Linked DNA regions of Hordeum vulgare: region 2 is linked to region 1. Evidence: chromatin contacts called from public Hi-C data. All regions are on one chromosome and are shown on one strand. The core of a region is the stretch at or near the end of the contact, and the rest is flanking DNA. Distances in the headings are between cores, read along the strand shown.

What was found. Hi-C and Micro-C count contacts between places; a contact is called where the count stands out from the background.
Region 2: a Hi-C map of leaf shows a contact between it and region 1, with 2.8 times the contacts expected there. The contact joins two enhancer-like sites. A contact is called at or near these places in 2 of 6 Hi-C or Micro-C datasets (leaf and seedling).

What each region holds. Positions count from the first base shown.
Region 1 is chr3H:575,903,332-575,907,608 of MorexV3_pseudomolecules_assembly, forward strand. No RefSeq gene overlaps it. Among protein-coding and RNA genes, the nearest start is that of LOC123445254, 95 kb to the left of the region's middle. Within about 2 kb of position 2,455, at least 3 of the 3 cell types and tissues checked have open chromatin away from gene starts, as enhancers often do. A contact at or near this core is called in leaf and seedling, where this site is marked.
Region 2 is chr3H:575,958,101-575,962,377 of MorexV3_pseudomolecules_assembly, forward strand. No RefSeq gene overlaps it. Among protein-coding and RNA genes, the nearest start is that of LOC123445254, 150 kb to the left of the region's middle. Within about 2 kb of position 2,036, at least 3 of the 3 cell types and tissues checked have open chromatin away from gene starts, as enhancers often do. A contact at or near this core is called in leaf and seedling, where this site is marked.

The sequences.
Region 1 (4,277 bases), core at 1,205-3,704:
AAAGAAATAAAACATGATAATTGTTTCCCGCATGCCTTGGCTAGCACAACTCGCCTGCACTCTTCAGCAAGGGTTCCCTCCATCTCGTTGAATGCAAGACATAGGTGCACCCACTGGGGCATCCTACATCGCGTTTGTGAGGGATCTCAACTTTTTTTTTTTGAACATCTTGTGAGGGATCTCAACCTAATTACCATTGTTCGACTTTGGGTCGGTATCAGAGTATGGACCCACGTCCATTTCATGGAAGCCGGTTTAGACTTTCTCAAAAGAAAAAAGTAGCGCATCGATGAGATCCTGAAGTCAAATCACGGCCGCAACGGCTCGTCTCCTCCACCTCGCAATCCCCCTGTTCTTCCTGCTGTTTGCACTTAACCTAGCTATAGCTATATACCAACGGCAGTAATCATGTATCTGTACGAGCTTGAGTGATTAGTAACCGATGAAAGCCCGGAGTGCAGTACGCGTGCAGCTGGATGGCAATGGTGCATGCATGATACAGTACATTTTGCTAGGTTGCAGAGGAAACGGCCAGCGGCGACTCGAGGAAGGCGACGACGGGCGACATGCAGCCAGCACAAGCAGCGGCCGCATCGATCAATCCGCGTAGCCCCGCCCCGCGCCTGTCCCGTATTCTGTAGCCTTGTATTGTACGTAGTGTTCTGAATATCTGATTACAAAAGATTTGACTGTGTATCTTATCTCCGTGGGGTTCGTCGTTCCAAATGTCGTACTCCCTCTTGGAAAAAAACGGCATCTGAATACTTATAGTTGAAGAGAGCTAGACTACAGAGGGAAGTGAATTGAACTGGCATCACGTCAAGCATAATGAGAGCATACTGATCTGATGCACGGGTCGCTGCTAAGCTGGCACTCAAGCTGCTTTCTTTGCTGCTAGCTAGCTACCCAGGAGCAGGAAGTCATACGTGCTGCAACCTGCCTGCCTGCTTCGTGCACTAAAATATATATGGCAAATTTCCGTTGATCTTCTGCAAAAGTTTAACCGGATAACTATTTCAGGATATGATCTTTTTTCTATCAAGGTCGATGACGATAGGGTATAGAAACCTACCGTCGAAGTAGGAGTAGAATATATAGCAGGAGTAGCGGGAGTAGCTTCTTACTTAATTACCTTTGGTTAGCCTCACGGGATCAATTGCATGCACAGCACAGTAGGAGTGCTCCATAGTTAACTCTTGCCACAGCCTTTTTCAGTCGATCGATCCCACCATGCAGTCTGTTTCGTTCAAAATCTCGAAATTACTCGTACGGACCGGAGCAGTGCTATGATGCTATCTGTTTCCTGCGCTTATAATAGCTACTCCTAAATCCTAATTCGCTCAATTACTACAGAATCTTCAAGTAGATCGCGTCCCCGTCGCAAAACCAGGGACAGCAGCTGGCAGCTGCTCCCGTTCACCAGACAATCTGGGAGGCAGAGGTATCCCCAGCGCAAGTACGTCCGGTCAAAGATAGTGCTCCCGTTATATGTTCAGTCCGTTCGTGTTTAATCAATCCATCCATCGGCTAATGCGGTTGCATGACGATGGTTGGTCGTTTGTTGTATGTTCGGGTCATGCATCATGCAGAGATATTGAGCTGCCCGTCTCCAAACCGGCAGGATTCCACGAGGCATGCATGCAATTTGACCAGGAATACGTGTGTGCTTAAATATTCCTCGAGCAAACAAATACGTGCTGCACTATACCAAACATGTCTCGTGCTCTTTATTTGGTGGACGAGCTCCAGGGACTCTTTATAGCCTTATTATTCGGTGTTGCGCCGCGCGTGTCACTACTCACCAGTTAATGGCGCCACCAAACCATCGACTGATTAGCCTTTGATTAAACGCTCCATCCGCTGACTCGTACGTAAGTAGGAGTACGTGCTGGATGGAAACGGCGAAACGTGTGCGATGACGATGGGTGTACGACCAGGTGCGATGCATCTGATTTGAATCCAAGTACTGTAGTTGGGTTTGCACAAATGTAGGTAGGACACTTCGGAGTCCCGTCCCCCTTTGCGCTCCAAAGGTGCGGCGCATTTGTTCGGAGTAGGTATAGATAGACAGGGCTGCCACTGCCTCGCCGTGAGTTTGAATATGACCCCCAAATAAAGGGTCCCACGACACGAATGCCCACCATCCATCTTGAAGGTTTTTTATTAAAGAAAACCTAACATGTTGCATGTCGGAGATACAGAAAAGAGAGTGCAAACCAAAATGTAGCCTCCATGGTCTCCTGCTACCAGCATGGATATGGAAATTCTAACGCTACAATTCTTCTACCTCTGCCTCAGCTTCTGTCCCTTTTTGGCTGTGAACAAGTGATAACAAGAGGAGGAGAAAGAGAGCACTGGGATAAGACGAAGGGGATGGCTGTTAACGGAATGCTCCCTGGCCTAAATGGTCCAATCACACTCCGCTCATCTTTAGGTGGCTTGTCTCTGTTGATCTCTTCACAACACGCATGATAAAAAAGGCCAAGGAAGCTAACGGCAATGATCTCAGTGGAGGGCCCTGCACCCAAGCTAGCAGCTAGCGATAGACAAACCTTTTCCCGCTCACCATCTCGCATCTGCATCTCCACGTTCCCCGGTCACTTTCCCGTTCTTATTATTATCGCCACTGCATGATCCTGTACGCACGCGAGAGCATAAAGTTCGTCCGAAGAGAGTGGGGAGAAAGAGCAGTCTGTCTGCCTGAAATTGAGGGCCTTAACAGGGTTACCATGTTTTCACCTTCAGTATCAACGGGGAGATTAATTACAGTCTAGGACGATTATCATGAGCTTAGACTCGTGGACTACCACATGTTGGCCTAACCCCATCCAGTCATTTTCAGCTCCGAGTGCTCTCTTGACGAATTTTTTTGGAAATGTCTAATGTGCAGAAACTGATGTGATGTGTCTGTGGGGACAATTAAACACGGACAAGGAAGGAAGATTAAAATTATTGCATCTCTCCCCTCCGATGCCGCCTCCCGTTACTTTCAAACCGCGCGAGCTATTTATCTTTTGGACATCACATCACATCACACCACGGCATGAAAGTGAAGCACAACTTGAGCTAGGCAGGAAAACATAATAATTCTTTTGCGGTGGTAAGCAAAGACTAGCTCACCTACTAGTTTATTGCGAGTTGGGCGTAATTGGAGCAACATCCTTAGTTGTATTATTATGCAAAGTAATCTAGTTTAGACACGTGGCGCGTCTCGAGGAGGATACCCGCTCAAGGAATGCTTTACGTCCCCGTCACCTGGACCTTAAAACACGTACTTAATCCAGCCTCTCTCCTGACGTGTTCCTCAATGCTAGCTACTCTCTCCGTTCATAAATATAAGTCTTTTTACAAATTTCATTAAGGGGCTACATACAAATTAAAATGAGTGAATCTATACATTAAATTATCTCTATATACATCGTATGTAGTTCTTTAATAAAACCTCTTAAAAGACTTATATTTAAAAACGGAGGGAGTAGCTAGCTAAAAGTGGATTCCATAATACCGCATATAGATGGGCATTTTAAATCAGGACACCCAAAATCAAACTACTCACTCTGTTCCTAAATATAAATATTTAAAAATAATAATATGAACTATATAAAAAGTAAAATAAATAAATCTACATTTTAGATATGTTCATATACATACGTATCTAGTCTGTATATAAATATTTGAAAAAAATCTATATTTAGAAACGAAGGGTGTGTGTCTTCAAATAGACGGATAAGCATGTTTACGTAGGTCCTGGACGATGATTTGTTTTGCCACTACAGTTGGACTTAGCAGCTGGTTAATACACATCTATGCAGGTTTCCTTTGGGCGCTATGTAGGCAGGCTCAATAATTTTGTAGGAGCTAGCTACTAGTACATGTATGGATGCAGTAGTACAAGTACAGTACAAATGGTCAAAGAGCTAGCTAGCCATTGGTCTAGATGATCTCTTCGATCTAGTACATGTCCTAGCAATGTCTAAAAAGACTTATATTTCTTGTTGTATGAAAAAGATGTCTAGGCATAAACAAGAGCTTTGAGGGACCCTAAGAGCTTGCTGATAACTATTCTAATTCAAAAGGATAATTGGAAATAAGAAACTCCTAGCTTTAGCATCCACCGCTTAAAGGTAACGAAGGATGGGCTAATCAACTGGTGACTATATTAGCAAGCACGAAAGACACACATTGGCTAAACCTAGGCATCATCAGAAAGTGTGGGTGGGCTAACTGGTAAGGACATTAGTGGACAAAGACATATATTAGCCAAACCTAAGCATCAT
Region 2 (4,277 bases), core at 786-3,285, 54 kb after region 1:
ATATTGGTATCCTTGGGGCAAAAAGGACCTTTGGCACTGCTGGTTCTCGTACCGACGGATGTTCTCCGGGCAGCGTGGTTAAGCACAAACAACGCTTTGGTCATAGTGGCCACGGGCACCGCGCATCGGCAACGATGGTGAGGTGGACCGGGGCCGCATCAACAATTGGTAGCATTGGAGTGGGTCAAATCTAGGCTGCGAGGTAGACGGTGAGCACACCCATTAGGTGAACTCGAAGCACGGGGCCCGGGAAACGAATCTGAGCAGCACTGGCGGTGCAAACAGGTACGGCACCCAGCTGGGTGGAGGGAGAGCTTTGCGGTGAGATGGGACGGCAAGGTCAACAAGATCAGGGATGAGCTCGCCCATGAGATGCGAGAAAAGCTGGGGTGGATGGGTCGGGCATGTGGGGCATGCGAGATTTACTCACGTATCCGTTTAAAAAAAGATTTAGTCACCAGGTCCAGCGAGATTAACTAGAGACGTGAGCTTAATTGAAGGAATTGAAGATTTACTTCTAAATATGGACCGTGGGACTAGAGAAGAATGTACTACGCGGGAGTCGTCTAAGGAAAATTTCATATCAGACTTTTGATAGGAAGCGTTTACCTATACATCTCTAAGAATTAGATGGTCCATGAGAGAACAAAGCACATTGATGTCAAATAACATTATGTTGGAGACATTGTTAAGGTAAAGTGAAGATAAGCAAGATTAGAATTCATGCTAATCTTGTTGATATATTGATAAAGCCAGTTTGTATTGCTAAGTTCGAGTTTTGGTCCGATTTAGTTGGTAAAACTCATTAGAGCTTAAAAAAATGTTCGACGAGAAGGTTCTCATTAATGCTACATGATTTGCCTCAAGGTGAATTGTGTAGCAAATTGAAATATAAAGATAAAAGCTAACTTCTCAGGAGTGAGCGGAGCGATGCCTGTCGATGGTAGGCTTGGCCGAAGCACGGCGTACGATTGAGCTGATGTCATTTCCCCGCATGCTACATTTGATCCACGGACATTTGATACATGACATTGGATGGAAAAAAATGTTCACACGACACATTAGAATGGTTTATTTACGTTTTGATGAACCGCGTTGGAGTTAGCCTAACCAGCGATCGAGCTGATGTCATTTAGAGCATCTATAATGGAATCTCTCGTATCCACCTCAAACGTCAGGACAAGCCGTCCCGTCAGTGACCGTCCAAAAAACACAACCCATCCGGACCCCTTATACCCATCTTAAACGGTGAGACTCACCGACACCCCTCATATTCATCTCAAATATGAGGATGATACGAGGGCTTGCGGACGCGTCCTATCAGTCCGCCACGTAGGACATGACCCCATCCTGGACCACCTTTTCTCTTTCCTTATTCATTTTTTCACCAATCGCGTGCAAATGACGGGACATATATAAAATAAAAAATATGGTTGCACGGATGAAAAAATAGTGATTCAAAATGAACACGCCCGTTTATTGATCGGATGCGTCCCATGGTATGGGGTCATATTTACTAAGTCCACTCTTACCATCGTATTTGTGGAATGAGTATATTTGATCCACGCACGCATGCAACGGATCGAACGGGTAGCCTAGCTCAAACTGAGGGGGTGTTAGTTTCGAGGGACTTTTTGGTGTAGGGACTAAAAAAGTCCCTTTTAATCCCATGTGTAACAAACATGAGAGACTTTTAAGGACTAAAATGGAGTATTTGGAACTAAAGGAAGAAGTCCCTATGGAAGAATCGTTTTGAGATTTTTTGATACTTTTTCTAACAGTGCCACTACTTTTAGCATGTCATTTAATAACTTCTAGTACATTACTAGGAATAACATGATATTTTTGCATGACATTTAATGATCTCTAGTCCTTGTTTAGTTCATAAAAACAAACGGACAGAGACTAAGGATTTTTTAGTTGGGACTAAAAGAAGTCCCGGGACCTCCGATACAAACAGGCCTGAACAGCACAGATAAAGGGTAATAAAGGAAGTTCATGAATTAAATGGTGTCTCCTCCACGTGGCCGTAGGTGCGGACGACCAATGGCCGGGTGACAGCGCGAGCGCACAATTCATCTACAGCGCATCGATCATCGCTACGCTAGATATGATAGCTTTCCGTGCACCATGTCATGTCATGTCACGGTCCCTTTTCCCCCTCCGTTTCTTCATCGGGTACGCGCGCTCAGCTGCCGCAAGAACAAGCGAGGGAAGGCACACATGACACAGGTCGACCGTCGTCGTGTGCAAGGGCAGGGTGCTGGCTGACGGGTGAAAACAACGGGTCCATGCCACATGTAGTAGACGGGAAGGTACTACGAACAATACAACAACGCATCACACATCACACGTACGTATGTACGTACAGCCTGACCCTGACCTGACCACACCATGCTTCTCTGCTCCGGCGCTCCGTTCCCTGTTGCCGACGGAAACCAAAGAGAAATGCAAGTCAAGAACCAAAATAATTAGTTAGGCGGCTTTGCTTCGCTCTTCCGTTACCACTTTCCAGTTTAATCATGCAGTTAGAGTAATTTTAATGAGGCGATTCATTTTGTCCGTGGCCATCCGTTTGGTTCAGCGCGAACAAAAATGATGGCCTAACGCGTCGATCCATTGTCAAAACGCGTATGTTTAGCGTGCGCGCCGATCCATTTCCGGTCCAAATTTGGGACTGAAATACGTCGGCGCGGACGCACGCGCTCCCTCGATGGATTCGAAGAGGATTCCGGTGCCGGTTGTGCCATGGTCGGCGCGGGTGCATGCGAAGGAGGTGACCAAGTGATGACGTCAGCTGCCGACTCCCCTAACTGGAAGGTGTGGTTAGCGGTGGAGCACGAGGAGCAGGGCCGCTGTGGCGTGCGCGAAGTGCAGCCAGGAGGCCCTCCGCCGCCCCCGCCTGTCGTCAGTGACGAGGACCAGGAGGCTGAGGCCGCCTACATGGCGGCGCTCACTGGTGTCCTCCGCAACAGCGAGGAAGAAGCGCGGCGCATGGCCGAAGAGGAGGCGGCGTACCAGCAACAGCTCGCGGAGGCCATGCCATTGTCGGCTGCCGGCGACTGCGTCGTGCCACCTCCGCCGGAGCCCGAGCCCGAGCCCGCGCTGCCGCGTGAGGTCTATCAGTGGACCGGCGTCGTCCAGGAGTTCGTCAGCGCGCCGCCCATCTGGCTAGACGCGACACCGCAGCAGGAGCAGGCCTACCTCGAGCACTGGAGGTCGGTGCACCTGCGGGCGAAACGCGACGAAGGCTTGCGCCTCATGGAGCTGGACAAGGAGGAGGAGGAGGAGCGGCGGAGGCGGCGGAGGAGCGTGCCCGTGCTGCTGCACTGCCACCGCCACCAGCACAACCCCGGTCGGCGGGGCAGACGACGGAGGCGCAGCAGCTGCGCTGTGGAAACTCGGTGTTCCCCTGGGCCGGCCCTGCGCCAACGTGGCCCTTGACGACGACGTTGCCGCCTAGGGCTGCATGAACATAGTTTTAGTTTTTTTTATTTAATATAATGCGAACGCGATGCGTGGACTATCAACGGCCTTCATGGTCGGCTTTTAATGTTTAATTATGTCTTATGTGTTTTTTTTCTCACGCTGACAAAAAGGATCCGGCCAGCGTTGGACGCACGAGCCGATCGATTTGCGGAAGCGAACGTTCGTGCCTGACCGACCCAAACGAAGAAAAAACAGACGAAATCGCTGTCCGTGTGGGTCGGCCGGTTGGAGTTGCTCTTATTATTTTTATTTTTGGATATTTGGTGAAAAGGATAAAATATGGTTGGATGGGATTTATTCAGACCCGGATTAGTTACGTGTCGGTGTGCTATTGACTTTGCTCGCTTCACGTTAATCGAATTAAGCGGCGCCCCATTAATTAAGGCATGGACCACCCGTCCACCAACACGTGCCACCCCCAATGGGTTAAACGGCTCAAAATTATCAACAAAATCAGATGACAGGGTGCCGAGGGAGAAAACAAGATAAGGTGACAGTGATCAGAAGGGAGCTTGGTACCGTCTGCGCCATTGAACCGAACCACCCTCCGCCAAAACCAAATATATGTACTATCCTGGATGAACATAACAGCTCGGTATTTCAACTGTCGTCCAACGTATGCCCGTAACAAATTTTAAAAGCCCGTACGATATAGGAATTTCGCGTGCATGGTGGTACGAACCAACTCTTGAAGCTACTCCTTTCCCACTTGTTAATCTCGCCGTTCCCACCCTTTGGATGTTCATCATTACACTTGTTTTTCTTGGTTGGACGAGTTTAAGCAAGTG